Regions from separate parts of the Sus scrofa genome. Here region 2 is linked to region 1. The links are chromatin contacts, called in public promoter capture Hi-C maps. All regions are on one chromosome and are shown on one strand. Each heading gives the region's core, a stretch centred on a gene start, on an enhancer-like site or on the middle of the called end of the contact. The rest is flanking DNA. Distances are from core to core; before and after follow the strand shown.

Region 1 (4,707 bases), core at 919-3,418:
GCTCTAAAGAGTGCAGGAGGCAGGGCTAGAATTTGAGGCTCCGAGGTTGAGCAGGGACCCAGGTAATCAACAGGCAAAATCACAGTTACCACCGCGCTCAGGACTCCGCCCCTCCCACTCCCTGCACTCCCCGGTATGGTATCGACGCCTGGAGTCTTTATCTAGGAGTTATTGTGAACGCTTCTTCACATGCACATGTTCGGTCTCTCTCTGTCCTTGGAGAGGGTGAAGGGAGGGGCCGTGGAAGGTTCCGGACACTCCATCATGAGCCACTATGGCTAGATACTGGGTGGGAGGGGAACAGCCTGGGCTGCTGAGGGCCCCTCCCGGTTCACTCCAGCTCAGGAGGAACCCGTCCCTGGGGCGGGAGACGAAATGGGATGGCAGTAATGACCCAAAGCCAAGGGGCCACCAAGGGCAGGCAGGCGAGTCCCCAGAGATGGTGGGAGAGAAGGAGCAAAATGAAGGAGGTGGTGAGGCCCTGTGAGCTGCTCTCCTGCCCCCTCCCAGGAAAGGGGAGCCGTAGCTGGTGGCTCCTCTATCCCAGCCGCAAGCTGAGGCTGCACCCAGCTGGGACCCAAAGAGCCTCCTCCCCGTGCTCCCCACCCTCTCTTCCCCATCGCTCAGATTCCAATACAATTTCCAGCTAACCAGCATGTCGATAGAACAAGTCGGGCAGCCGGATTGCTGGCCAATTACAGGAAATCATTCTGCTCCACAGCTCAGCGCCCAGGGAGAGGGAGGGAGGGAATGTGAGGGAGCAGGCACCCAGCTTGCAGGCTGGGAAGGGCTTTGGTCTACGGTGGGGTGTGCTGCAGCCCCAGGAAGGGACAGGGGTGGGAGGGCAGGGGTGGATGGGGAGGCTTGTGGGGCGGGGCAGCCCAGGGAGGTTCTTCCTCATCCTCACGCAGAACTCTCATGGCCCAAGCCCCAAAGAAAGAGAACTGGGGACAGAGGCCTGATGAGGGCCCAGGAGGGGAGGCATCTGCTGAGAGGAAAGGGTTGGCAGGAGGGGGGGGGGAATGGTGAGACCACTCTCCCCCAGAGCCCTGTCTGGGAATGGGGAGGGCACCCCCACCTGGGCCCACACAGGCAGGACCTGTGCTTCCACACCCAGCCATGGACCAAGAGGATCCTGCGGGGCCAGGGAGAAGAGGTTTAAGGGGGAGGGGGAGGACAGGGGTTGATGAATGGACAGCAGCAGCCTCACCTGGTGAAGGGCTGACAGCATCCGTCTATCCCATGAGGTGGAGCACGGAAACGTGGGAGGAACAAGGGCCTCTGCGCACGCGCCGACCTTCCCAGCCGCTCTGCCTTATTTCCCAGCTCTGGCCCTGCGGACACTTACACTCAGATGAAGGGACTCCACCCCCCCCCCATCCGTCTGAGCCTACCCCTACCTTCCAAGTAGACCTAGATGCCTCTTTGTTACCCTCGCCTCCATCCCTTATGGCATCCTTCCTAGGATTGTCTTAACTACCCCCCAAGCTTCCCCACCCGGCAGACCCTGAGGTCCCCCTGCTCTCCAGCACCAATGACCAGCCCCCTTTACCAGCCTTGGAGTCTCTCCCCCAAAGTAGTGAAACTTCCCCTGGGGCTAACTCCACTCCGTGAATGGCTCCTGTTGCTATGTTTGTCTTGAAACCCCGTATGAGGCGGCTGTGACCCAGTGGTCCTTTTTCCTGCTCCAGGCTGCAGCCACCTCCCCGGGGCCCCCTCTCCAGTTCCCCAGTATCTCGATGCTCCTTCTGCCCATTCTAAACCCTGAAGACCCCACCAAGGATTGGGTTTGGATTGGATTCAACCCCTTGCTTTGGCCAACTCAAGGGTAGATGGCTGGACAGACACCCAGTGCACCAGGCACCCTGCGGGGCTCAGGAAAGCCGCTGAGGGAACGCTGTTGACGGGCAAGGCCATCGTCAAAGTGGCCGGTGCTTTGGGAGAAGGGGTCAGCGCCCTGGAGCCCCTCCTTCCCCGGGATTCCTGCCGAAGCGCACAGGCTTGGAGGTCCTGTCGGGTGTTTGTGTCCCTCGCTGGGCACAAGGCAGGCTCCCTTGGCTCTGCCAGGCTGAGATCCAGCCGCAGCTCCGGCTCCCACTCCCGTTCCGGGCTAGAAGCGCCGCCTTCGCTGGTCTTCCCTCGGGCTCTTCCTCTTTCGGGCCGCGCGCCCGGTGCCCGGCGATCCGGAAGAGGGCGCCCGGCCCGCCCTCGTCCGCGGTGCACCCCGCTCCGCGCGCGGCGGTCGGCAGCCCGCGGGCTCCGCGTCATCGATCGGGCCGCGGGGACCCGGGCGCGCAGCCCCCCCAACCCCTCGCTTTTCGCCTTTAATTGAAGTTTGTTTGAGCAGAGTGCGGAGCGGGCAGAGGCAGAAACCAAATATTTAGTTGCTGCAAATTGGCACCTCCAGATCAATTACCCGGCCCGTGTCAGGGCCCGCGCCGCCCCCCGCGCCCCGCGGAATCTCAATGCCGCGCTGCCCCCGCCCGGGCCGCCCGCGCCGCCCGCCTCCGTCCCGCTGCACGTTTCTCATCAGCTCCAGCCATACATCACCCGTGGCCGCGAGGGGAACAGATTTTCAATGGGAAAAGTTCCCCTGGAGGGTCCTCGTTGCTGATTCCCACCGCGCCCTGTGCCGTCTGGCCGCCGCCCTCCCTCGGCCTGTCAGGTGGGGACAGCCTGGAAGGGAGAGGGAGATAAGAGGAAGCTCCAAAGCAGGGGCTTTGGGTCACATGAACTTGACCCATCCCGAATAACTCCTCTTACTCTCTGGGTGACCTCAGAGATGTTACTTACATGCTCCCTGAGCCTCAGCTTCCCCATCTGTAGTATGGGCACTCAACTTTCACCTTGCAGGGTTGTTGTGGGGGTCAACACCATGGAGGGCCCTTGCCCTGCCCTGAGTTGGCACACTGTGGCTCTACCTCTCAGTCCCGCTGGGGGTAAGATAGCTTCCAGAATGACGTGAGGGACACTGGGTTGTAAACACCTCAACCAAGCTATGGCAAAACCCCAAAGGGAAATCGGGGGGCAGCCAGCCCTACAGGGTCCCTGGCAGAAGCTGGGCAGGCCAGGGGACCGAGGTCAGGATCCCTCAGGGAAAATTCTGACACCCTCTCCCCCAAGTCCAGGTGCATCTGGGCACAGAGGGAGAGGAAGCGCTTCTCTGGTACCAAGGATGGAGAGTTAGCTGGACCTGGAGGTGAGCGGAGAGAGCCGGGACCTCAAGGCTGGGCCAGGGAAGGAGGCGGAGGGATCTGTTGACCACAGGTTGAATACCAGGGGGCTGCGCCCACGGCAGGTGAGCCCTGCAGAGGAAGCAGGAAGCTGGGCTGTGGTCGAGGCTTGTCCCTTCCCCGGGCAGGTTATTTAGCCTTGGCTTTCCCTTGCGAGAAATGGAACTGACGCCCTCTCCCTGCCAGAGCATTTGAGAGGAAGGCGGGCGAGGATGTCTGAGAGGGAAGGAAACTCGCCGACAGGCAGGCAGAGAATGGCGCGGAGCCCGCGTGTGTGTTCCGTGCTCGGCAGCGCTTCCATTCCAAGCGTTTCCTTGAGGGAACCGAAGTCAAATGGTTTGGCCTTTTTAAATGGCGGTCCTGACACACAGAGTGACAGGTGTTCTGGGTGGGAGGAGGAGGGGGGTGGGGGGAGGCTTAGTGCTCTGAGAGCCCTTCCTTCCCCATCTCACCTCAAGAATGAGAAGCTTTGGGCTGTCCTCCTCCCCACCCCCACCCCCACCCCCCACCGGAGACCTACGCCCCCACCTCGACTCCTCAGGGCGGGAGTCACCCATGCCTGGAAGAGTTTTTCCCCATCAAACTCAGAGTCCAGCTGGAAGCCGAGGCTGAAGCCCCAGTGGGAAGTAAATTCACTCCTCACTTTCTTGATTTTCCCATCTGTGAAATGGGACCATTGATGGCAAGCCATATATTACTCGAGGTGCCTTTTGGCCTGGTGGGTGACCTCTAGACGCTACTGAATCCATTGCCCCACCTTCCACACGTGTCCTACCCACCCCCTTCCCACCCCTGCAGCAAGATTATCTCCGCTGGCCAGACAACCCCACCAGCCTCCTCGGGGATGGCAGCCGCCATCCGTCAAGTCAGGGAGTCCGTCTGACGATCTACCTTAAATGTCTCCCCACTTCCTTCAGGGAAAAGTTAAAGAATGAACAACAAAAGATAAATGCTTATGGATAGGCGATGCCACACTATTTCTTTTTAAAAAACAGCCCCAAAGCGGGCGGGGGGTGGGAATTACCTTCGGACACAATGCTCTTCACACTAAACATCTCAGCGATAAATATAGCTGTGTAATTCTTTTTTCTCCTTGGCAGAGAGAAAGGCTGAGGTTGGGCAAAAAGGCAGAGGGACCCGAAAATATAAATCAATATGTGACTTTAATATATGTGCTCTCGGTGTCTGTGTGTGCTGGGGGATTATTAGTAACCTTGATTCCAGCTCAGTGTCCATGCGAGGCGGGGAGACGCATGGCCCCCAGGGAGGCGAAGAGAAATTAGGAAGCCAAATTCTCCTCCTGATTGACACCTGGGTAAACATTATCCCCGGCAGAAGGGGAAGAAAAAAAGATCAATGCTGGGTATTTTTATCACGTTCCAGGGACGGACAGGGGGAGAAATTAAAGAAACAGTCCCCTGGCCTCATTGAATATGCTCATCTCCGAGGAGGAGGCAAAAAAGGGCGGAACCCA
Region 2 (4,707 bases), core at 799-3,298, 59 kb after region 1:
AGCTCGTGTGTCACTTCCTCTGCATGTTCTCATTATGTCCCTGTTAGTCCTCATTTAATCAGCTGATTTCTCCCGTAGACTGCAAGCTCTATGAGATTAAGAGGAAGGTGTTTATTACTCACCACCCTATCTTCTGAGCCCACTTGTCTCATATCAGTATTTGTTGAATGAACAAATTAGAAGAGCACTTATTTCCATTGCATTGACTGTCTGCAAGCTGCATTACCTACATTATTTCTAGTCTTTGTAACAAGTATTAGTTTATCCTCTATTTTATAACTGTGAAAACTAAGGCTCTGAAAGGCTGACTTGCTCATAATTATCAAGCAAGTATCCCCTGTCCACTGCCCACAGCTGGGTCAGCCTCTGTTCCTTGGCTCTCAGTGACTCACCTCACCTTCTCCAGCTACTTGTCAGAGCCAGAACAGAACCAGGACAAGACTTGGCTTACAGGGAACAAGAGGTACTTACTCCACCAGTGGCTTCTGGGGAAGCCAAGCCTTCAACCACACTCCAAACCTCTGTTTAAAAGGCACATTCCTTTGAGGTGGGAGAACATCCTTAAGCTGGAAGCTGTTCTTTTAAGAGCTCTATTTCTCTTGGGTAGTGGAGATGGCACGAATACCCTGGTTTTCTTGTAGCTTTACAATAACGGCATCTTTGCAGAGTTCTCTCATTTTATTGTCACCAAACCAGCAGTGCTGGCCCACTGTATAGAGGGACATGGAGGTCCAGGTAGGTGAATAGAACTTAGGCCAAATCAATCAGGTATTAAATCATGACTCTACTCTCTCTCTCTCTCTTTTTTTTTTTTTTTTTTTTTAAGGCTGCTCTTGCAGCATGGGGAAGTCCCCAGACTAGGGGGTCAAATCAAAGCCGCAGCTGTCAGCCTATGTCACAGCCACAGCAATGTGGGGTCTGAGCCATGTCTTCCACCTGCACCACAGCTTACGGCAACATCAGATCCTTAACCCACTGAGCGAGGCCAGAGATCGAACCTTCGTCCTCATGGATACTAGTTGGCTCTGTAACCTGCTGAGCCACAACAGGAACTCCAACTCTACTATCTTGATGGCAGAACTGCCAAGGAAAGTTGCCTCCTGCTTTCTTGCATGCCTCAGACCTGCTTATTGTCCCAGTGTGGGGACAGATCAGATTAATGAAAGTGGTGAGCCACTGGCTCCTGGAGCCATTCCTGTTTCATTCTAAACAGACTCATAGAACGCTGTCCCCTTGGGTACTCTGGGGGGTGGGAGGGTTTTCCATCCATGCTCTCCTGGTGAGAGGAAGGGCAGCATATTTGCCCCATTTTATACATGAGGAAACTGACCCCCAGAGAACAGAAGTAACTTCCACAGTCTCAGCACTAATTACTGGTTCAGCTACTAGTGACTGGAATTAGGCCTGATTCCAGTGCAAGGGTTTCCTTTTGACTTCCACAACCTGTGATGTCGGGGGTCAGCATGAGGGTGGCCCACCAGAATCCAAGCAGCGGGCAGCTGTGGAGAATGGAGACCCCGCTGCCCAGCAGTGCCTCGAGGGGCCACAATCCGTCCTTGATCTTCCTGGCACTGTCAAAGCCAAGCGGGTGCCACTCCCTGCCTCCGCCGGCTTTTCCACATCAAGCCTAGAAATGCATTCTTGGGATGGTCTTGGACCATTAGAAACGCTGGATAGTGGCTGAAAAATCCCTTCTTGGACAAGGGGACGCCAACTTAGCCCACAGAAAAAGTAGGTTTGAAAATGTGTTTGATGTCTGCTGGCTGCATTTGGTGATGAATACAGTTCCAGGGACAACAGAGACAGGCCGTAAAAGTCCCCTTCACCGTACCTCAACCTCATACGGGTTTCTGTCAGTCAGTCTGGTTCGTCCAACCTCCTCAGAGCAGCTGTCTCAAGCCTCCAGCAAGCAGGAAGGGGAAGTGCGCAAGCGCACTGCTGACACCGCCCGCCACCTCGGAGCTGTATTTTGTTACTTAGGAAACAGCCAATCAGCGATCTGGACAATGACCAATGGGAAGCGCGGATGAGCCGACCCGGCTAATTTGAACACGCGGCGCGGGCCGGAGGTTGGCGCGGGTGGAGTGCGTGGGGCGAGGGGGGTGTCTCTCTGCGGTGATCCGGGTTCCTGTCTGCTGCGGCGGGACCCGGCAGCGAGCGGCGACACCAGCGACGGGGAACAACGAAGGGTAAGCGATGGCCCACAGCGGAGCCGGCCCCGCGGGCTCCTTCGCTCAGGTCTGGATGCACCGACCCAGCTGCTGGAGGCGGAAGTCGGAGTTCCGTCTCTTTTGTGCGGGACACCGAGGTGCCGGGTTGAAAACCGAGCAGGTCCTGGGTGGTCCCCTCCGAACAAGGCGGGGGCGGGGGGGGGGCTGCCGTCCGGGGAACAAGGCGCTTCTTCCCACATCTGCACGGGAGAGCGAGACCCTCTGCTCATTTGTACAGAACTGGGCTCTCACTTCTGCACTGGGGCCCAGCCCTGGGTACATCCGCTCTGGAAAAGGTTTCTCTCGCTGACACGAAAGGAAGAATTGGGTTCTCCTGTACACTAGAACAGGAAATCTACGACTCTGTACATCTGTATGGAGTAGCTAAGAGCCTCTCTGCACATCTGCGCAGAGCTATACCAGGGGCTGTAACTTCGTTACTGGGGCACCCAGTAAATATTTGACTGAATAAAAGAAAGGAATGAAAGAACATCTGCCTGACAAAATACTAGGCCTTCTGCTACAGCTCCCAAGATGCCTTTCCTCTTAGCTTTGAACGTTTAAGGTACTGAAGTGACAAGGAAAAGATAAGCCTGGTCAGCATGATGGTAAACGGGATTTTACTGCAGACATTGGTTCTTCTGGCCATGTGGGAAAATGCCCTATGTCATATCAATTCTAATAAGGGCGGCTAATATTTGAGTACTTACCAGGTTGAGTGAACTTATTTACTCCTCACAACAATCCAATGGAATAGATATTAATGTGTACATTTTGCAGGTGTGGGAAACAGAGAAGTTAACCCTAAGACAAAAGAGAACATCCACAAAATTTTTCTGTATGAGCTTCTCCTGGATGTTACACTGCTTTCTCCAATCTCATCACTATTCTATTTCTGCCATCACCACATTCCATGCTTCCAATAACTACCAACATATCCAGTCCTTTCCTGCCTATTTGATGATTGAACTCCCCGACCCTCAGAGAGATCAATTTGTTGGTCTTTATATTACTCAGCCCAGTCCAATTATACCTTTTTTTTTTTTTTAAGTATACAAGTAGCATCTTTTTAGAGGTCTTTATAAAAATTGTCTCTATCTGGCCACAAAACAAATTTAAACAATTATCAAACTATCATACAAACTGTTATCTATTTCTACAAGCAATTAAATTTAAAATACAGAAGAGAAATTCCCATCTTGGCACAGCAGAAACAAGTCTGACTAGGAACCATGAGGTTTCGGGTTCCATTCCTGGCCTTGCTCAGTGCGTTAAGGATCTGGTGTTGCTGTGGCTGTGGTATAGGCCAGCAGAAACAGCTGATTAGACCCCTAACTTTGGAATCTACATGTGCCATGGGTGCGGCCCTAAAAAGACAAAAGACAAAATAAATAAAATAAAATACAAAGAAAAAGAAACAAACCCACTTTTTTTTTTTTTTTTTTTTTTTTTTTTTTTGGCTTTTTAGGGCTGCACCCGAGACTTATGGAGGTTCCCAGGCTAGGGATCCAATCAGAGCTACAGTTGCAAGCCTACACCACAGCAACTGGGAATCCGAGCCTCATCTGCATCCTGTACCACAGCTCGAGGAAACACCAGATCCTTAACCCACTGATCAAGGCCAGGGATTGAACTCGAGTCTGCGTGGATACTAGCTGGGTTTGGTACTGCCGAGCCAAGACAGAAATTCCCCACATTTGGGTATTTTTTTAAAAACCATTTAAATAACTCAGTCAAATAGGCTATCATAATTGTAATTAAAGATTAGCATGGAACAATGATAATGCTATTTATAAAACCTGGGGGAATGCAGTTAAAGAATACTTAGAGGGAAATTTGTAGACCTAAATGTTTACATTAGAACATTTTAAGCTGAAAGTGAGGCAAATATCCAACTTTAGTAAGATAGAACAACAGAATAAATGCATAGAAAACAAAAGGAGTTAGCAGAAATTATGAAATAGAATTTTACTATATAGTAAATGTGAATGTATAGTAAATAGAAATGATTAACTTAGCCAAAGGCTGTATCTTTGAAAAGACAAAAAAAAAGCGCCAAACCTCCAGTAACACTGATTAAGACATCAAAGAAACATAGAAAAATGACCTTAGGAATGAAAATAGGGACATAACTTTGGTTACTGAACGACTGAAAGAAACAGAAAGACTTGGAGTTCCCGTTGTGGCTCAGTGGTTAACGAATCTGACTAGGAACCATGAGGTTGCGGGTTCGATCCCTGGCCTTGCTCAGTGGGTTAAGGATCTGGCATTGCCGTGAGCTGTGGTATAGGTTACAGACGAGGCTTGGATCCCGAGTTGCTGTGGCTCTGGCGTAGGCTGGCGGCTGCAGCTCTGGTTGGACCCCTAGCCTGGGAACCCAAGAAATGGCAAATAGAAAAAAAAAAAAAAGAAAGAAAGAAAGAAACAGAAAGATTTCAATGCGAACTCTTTGACGATGCTTTTGAGCAATTTTCTAAGAAAAACAACTTACCAAAAC

What was found. Promoter capture Hi-C pulls out the DNA fragments that hold promoters and counts their contacts.
Region 2: a promoter capture Hi-C map of fetal liver shows a contact between it and region 1, with 2.2 times the contacts expected there. The contact joins the promoter of KIF18B here to the enhancer-like site in region 1. A contact is called at or near these places in 2 of 5 promoter capture datasets (fetal liver and liver), 5 of 47 Hi-C or Micro-C datasets (blood, brain, embryonic fibroblasts and 2 more) and 1 of 2 datasets of contacts at active chromatin or transcription factors (skeletal muscle).

What each region holds. Positions count from the first base shown.
Region 1 is chr12:18,365,688-18,370,394 of Sscrofa11.1, forward strand. No RefSeq gene overlaps it. Among named protein-coding and RNA genes, the nearest start is that of DCAKD, 30 kb to the left of the region's middle. Within about 2 kb of position 2,169, at least 13 of the 83 cell types and tissues checked have an H3K27ac peak or open chromatin away from gene starts, as enhancers often do. A contact at or near this core is called in fetal liver, where this site is marked.
Region 2 is chr12:18,424,780-18,429,486 of Sscrofa11.1, forward strand. KIF18B (kinesin-like protein KIF18B) reads left to right here and starts at 2,049. Exons shown (of 16, transcript XM_013980900.2): 1 at 2,049-2,189.